Linked DNA regions of Gasterosteus aculeatus: region 1 is linked to region 2. The links are chromatin contacts, called in public Hi-C maps. All regions are on one chromosome and are shown on one strand. The core of a region is the stretch at or near the end of the contact, and the rest is flanking DNA. Distances in the headings are between cores, read along the strand shown.

Region 1 (2,875 bases), core at 320-2,819, 73 kb before region 2:
CCGATTTGGCAAAGAATGTGTAAGACTGAAAAACACGGGATGCTGAACAGTTTTTCCTCTGAAGGAGAAACCAGATTTTCTTAGTATTATTGTATTATCACTTTGTAATCATTTTCTCTTTCATGAAGTGCGATGGCAAAAACTGCTCTGAAGGTCTGAAAATAAATTCCACCGACTGTGAATAGTTGTTGTAATTTCCCTTTTTTATTAATGCAACCAAAAGCTTTTCATTATCCAGAAAGCATTTTAGTTACATAAAGCATTCATTTGAATTCATTTAAAGCAACTCAGAATAGTGACTGAGATCGGATCGGAATTTCAATGAACGCCAATGCTCTGAACTGTTTATTTTCCTGAGTCTTTCTCTCTCATGTACTCACACACACGCAAACACACACACACACGCACACGCACACACACACACACACACACACACACACACACACACACGCACACACAGAAGGCCGGCCTCATGTCCCGGCGATGATGGCTAACACATGCCGGTTAAACAATCGCCCCAATCCCCCCTTATCTTCAGGAGTTATGGGGCTAAATCTACTCATAATACACAGCTCACTGAGAGTGTAATCCCTGGGAACATCGGAATAAATCCAGGCTATATCCGCTACATGCAGACTAGCGGCCAGAGCCAGGGCCATTATGGTGGGACGGAAGGAGAGGAGGAGGCGGGTCAGTGAAGGGCGCTAATGGGTCGTTTTTGAATTCACATTAACGCCGCGCCATTAGGACACCTCCATCCAGGAAATCCCTCTTACTCTCACCATACAACAGCTGTCCGAAGTATAAACTTTAAACCCACAATCCCTCTGCCACACCCGTCCCTGCGTTTCATTCTCTCTCTCTCTCTGCCACACTGCGGCTGGATTGTCCTGATTTGTCCCAATCGGAAAAAAAACTCCTAACAATTCCACACAGGGCCCGGGGGGGCAGCGAGACGGAGCCAACTGGTTGTACTTGGCTCCGATGAGAGGGGACACAAAAGCAGGGGAGGACAAATACATGACGACAACCGAGAGGGCAGTGTGCCTTTCACGCAACCTTTCGCGACCCCCTTCGGAAAATAAATAAAAACACAGAGAAAAGAAACGACGACATCAAAATCAAGTTAGTCTCGAGTCTGATTCAAAGTCAACTGTCAGGACACATGGCTGTCTGCTGCATGGCTTGTGGCGTCTGTAGTGCCGTCTGGAGAGCTTGCATGCTTGGGAAATTTTTGTCATATTAATAAAAAAAAAAAAGAGTCCAAACTAAAGGGAGGAGTAAGTGGGCTTTTTAATTTCGGATGGGAGCGAAGTGACGAGGCGATCGAATTAAAAAGGCAAACTTCAACCCCCCTCGCTGTTTTTCTGACTTTTTCTTTCCCCGGCTCGAATGTGCAGCCAAACGCAGCCATTTTACAGACTGAGTTAAGGGAAGTGGGGGATCGAAGCCCCATGGGCCCTTTGGCTCCTTGGCTGGACGACAGTTTCCTGGCCTGAAGGGGTCAGCGGTGGGCTGTCTGAGAAACTGGCAGCCATTGGGGTTCCGGAGGGGAATGTTTTTTAGGAGCGAGGGGGAGGCGGAGGGGAGGCTGGGGGGTGTATCTTGTGGCTTGTTGGCAGGGAGTGGACAATGACAGTTTGCAAATAGCGCTGTTCCTGCCAGGGCCCGCTGAGCTTGTACACATTACGCTACACGCAGGAGAGGACCGGAGGCTCTGGAGGGGCCTGGCGCTGTAAAGCCCCCAGACAGATTCATAAGAAAACGATCGTGGTGTAATGTTTCACAACTCTTAATACTCTAAACAATTACATGGCGCAGCGTGGGCTACGGAGAGCGTAGAAAACAGACTTTATGAATCTCTCAGTGCATTGTTAATTACACGGTGTTTGCCATACCGCTAATGGTCCGAGCCGACAGACAGAGGGGAGATAAGCGTCAGGCTCGACAAACAAATTTATCCTATGTAGGGTTTGTTATGGTAGGAAACAGAAGCAGCACCTGGAAAGCCTCGGGATAATCCAAGAATTAGATTTGCATGTCGAACTTATTTTTTCTTCGACGACACGCGTCATGGCGGTGAACGATGACTCTTATTTAGACTCAGTGAACATGTTGCTATTTGTCTATCACAAGGTGTAGAAGTATCCATTTAATTGATTAATTCACGATTTGTATTCGTTGCAGTTTTTTCTGTTCTTTTCGTTTAATATTTTTAATCTGTTTTTAAAGATTCTTACGTTACGGAATTTTTTTTTATCACAAATAGTGCTTACAATGCAATTAAGTGTCACGTACTTTATGGGTTAGTGTCATTTTCCTGCACCACAGGTGGCCCCCGGATCCAGATCCAGATCACATATTCACACCGGGTCACCATGAGGACGACGACGACGACAATTTTATGTTGCTTTTGCTCTAGAAAACTTGCTTCAGCCACATTGTTTTGCCTCTTCCCCTCACCCGTTTCCTCCATGCTGATATGCTTAACCTGTCTTCACCTCAGTCCCCTCTTGGTCTCCCTTTAAATCAGCTTTTTAATATCCTCGCTAAGCCCTCTTCACTTATTTCTTTCACCTGTGTGTCCTATTTCTTGTCGCCTTTTTAACCACGTCCCCCTTTAATCCCTGTGTCTCCCTCATAAACCCGTCTTCCCGCTCTTCACCCACTTATTCCTCTCACGCCTGTCCCTCGGCTTTCCGTATTTCCATATCCCTGAGCTGATTCCCTTGTCCCCTCGCTTCCAGCCTGTTGTATTCCCTGTCTCTCTTCTCATCCGTTTATCACTGGCCCTTGTTCTGTTAATCCCCGAGGGTTTTGTTTATTTGTGTTGGAGCTGCTTTTACAGCTTGCGATTGACCCCACCTATTTTCTC
Region 2 (2,895 bases), core at 277-2,776:
CGCGTTGACAGCGTTGGGTAGAGGGAACGGGTTCGGGGGCCCCCGCACAAACTCACAGCGAGATTAACATTAGCATAAGGCAAGAGAAAAATAAAAATAAAAACAACAACAACACCACCAGCAGCAGCAGCAGCAGGCAGATTGACAATAGGATTACTGCGATTTTGCGTGTATTGAATTTGGATTAAAGGGAAGAAAGAAGTCAATTTCAAACGCCGGGGCTGAGCTGGGAGGGCAAGGGTGTACGTCTCCCATTGGGGATGGAGCAGTTGTTTGCTTTCGTTGCTTTGGTCACGTCTAAAAAAAAAAATGAACAACACCTCGAAGTAATTGTGACTTGTTGAAGAGAGCTCGAGGACGCAGGCGGAGACTTATAAATAGCCCATAAGTTGAAGCAGAAGTAAATGAAGTTGTGGTGAGACGAGCAGATGAGACGGGGATCCAACATCGGGACTTTGACAGAAACTCTCTCTGAAAGAGTGTCTCATTTTCTCCTCACACACACACACACACACACACACACACACACACACACACGCACAAACACACACGCACAAACACACACGCTACCGTTTTAGGCAGTTTGTCTATGGAGGTATTGAACTGAATAAACACAACTTCAGGTGGGATAGAGGAGGAGAAGTGGGACAATTGTGTCACTTCTGGGGGGAGTGGGACGGGGGGGGGACCAACATACAAACACACACACACACACACACACACACACACGCGGGCGCGCGCGTTTATTTATTGCCTGCTTCTCCCAGTTTTGCAGGGCGAATAGGAGTCGATCATCAACTCTCCTTCACCTCCGTCTCTGCCTGTCACACACACACACACACACACACACACACACACACACACACACACACGCGCGCACACACACACACGCACGCACATGCACTCAGCGGACCCGCTGAGACACTTTGCATGCTTCACACACACACACACACACACACAAACAAACATACCGAGTCTTCTCTCCACACTGATGTCTCTCCACTTTCTACTCCTGTCCTTCTTAAATGTGTCCTACTACGTCCTGTCCTCTGTCTCGGACATCTCTACGTGAATGTGTGTGTGTGTGTTTGTGTGTGTGTGTGTGAGAGAGAGCGCGCGGCACGTACCTGTTACACTCCTGAGGTAGCTCAGGCTCAGTGAGCATGCTGGAGTAAAGGTCCGTCGCTCTTGTCAACAACAACATAAAACAGTCCCACAACGCTCAGATGAACAAGGTAAGTGTCCCCAAAACAAGACGGGAGAGAAGTGATCCTTCAACCTCTCACACACACTGCCGATTCTCTCTCTCTGTCTCTCTCTCTCTCTCTCTCTCTCTCTCTCTCTCTCTCTCTCTCTCTCTGTGTTCCTCTCCGTCTCTCTACTCACACACTTTCAGCCTTACACCCTCCCTCCCTCTCTCCCCCTCTCTCTCTCTCTCTCTCTGCCTCTGTCCCTCCTCTTCTCCCTCCCTCGCTGTAAGCTGTGCGATCGAGGCTCAGCTCTTAAAGGGCCAGCAGCAAAAAGGCTCTTCCTCAGTGTGTGTCTGTGTGTGTGTGTAAGCAAAGGGGAGGGGCCATTTGACCACAGGGCTCATCACTGGCGAGTGCAAAAGCACAGCAGTGCTGCCCCCTTCCCCAAGTCCATCTCTCCCTCACACACACACACACACACACACACACACACACACACACGCACACAGATACAACTCCACTTTACTTCTGTAGACGTTGGCGGATGAAAAAAAAAAGAGGACAACAAGTGATTCCTGAACCACTCTTCTCCTGGAGGCCACACTCAAGCTCGCGGCCCATAACAGTAGTACTTTTCACCACGTCCTTGCAATGCTCTGCAATCGCCCGTGCTGAATTGGTTAAGTTGTGTTGTTTCCCGCCTCTTTTACTGTCACTCTCTCGGACACGTGGCGTGCTGTTCACATGACCGGCCTGGCTGACTGAGTAAAGCAAACGGAACAGCGGTCGTAAAAAACGAGCCTTGGCACGGGATCGGTGTGAGGAGAGGCCACAAGCTTCTCTCCCCGTGACGCAGCGCAGTGGCCGTCCCGCATCTCCAATGACGGACGGATCCGTTGTCACCGTTTGCTGACGGTCGCGGAGACGGGGAGTTTTTTTTTGCAGCATCGGCTAACTGACTGTTATGAGGCAGTGATGCTGTCTTGCACAGATGAATCCATTCTCTCTCTGTTTGAAACTTTTTCCTCACCTCCTACCCACTCATTACATTACATTACATTACATGTCATTTAGCAGACGCTTTTATCCAAAGCGACTTACATTACACTTTAAACCCATGGCTTTTCACATTTATGCCTGGGGAGCAATTAGGGGTTAGGTGTCTTGCTCAGGGACACTTCGGCATGGAACATGGGGCAGCCTGTAATCGAACCACCAACCTTGTGCTTCCCAGCACACCAGCACACCCCCTCTAACCCCTGCGCCACGACGACCCCACTCCTGTCTTCAAACGCATTTATTCTAGCTATTAGTTTGAATAGACTGTTTATATGATTTTTTATATGATTTTTCAATGCCCTTCGGTGTCAATGCAGAACAAGGACGAGGTATTCGGGTGTGATGCGCATCGTCCAGCCGATCCGGGTCTCTTTTCCTTTTCATTTTCATGGCCATAGTAGAAAAATAAGATGGAATATGCATGTTTGACAAATCGTTTCTTTGTGCCTTTGTATTGATGCAGCGAGAGGCAAGATGCTCGATCCTGAGACATTGGAGCAGTTTTGTGACAAGAAGACAGCTGAAACACTTCCAACAGAACATATGCACAAGCTAACATGCATGGGTGAACACACACACACACACACACTGAAACCCTCACCAATCACCCACACCCATTGTGTCCTCAGGTGTATGTACAGTACTG

Evidence for each region. A called contact is a pair of places that touch in the nucleus more often than the background predicts.
Region 1: a Hi-C map of skeletal muscle shows a contact between it and region 2, with 3 times the contacts expected there. The contact joins the enhancer-like site here to the promoter of sox5 in region 2. A contact is called at or near these places in 2 of 6 Hi-C or Micro-C datasets (both in skeletal muscle).

Annotation. Positions count from the first base shown.
Region 1 is chr4:26,268,030-26,270,904 of fGasAcu3.hap1.1, reverse strand. No RefSeq gene overlaps it. Among protein-coding and RNA genes, the nearest start is that of etnk1, 38 kb to the left of the region's middle. Within about 2 kb of position 1,569, at least 2 of the 9 cell types and tissues checked have open chromatin away from gene starts, as enhancers often do.
Region 2 is chr4:26,194,758-26,197,652 of fGasAcu3.hap1.1, reverse strand. sox5 (SRY-box transcription factor 5) reads right to left here and starts at 1,526. Exons shown (of 13, transcript XM_078100951.1): 1 at 1,128-1,526. The coding sequence starts at 1,204.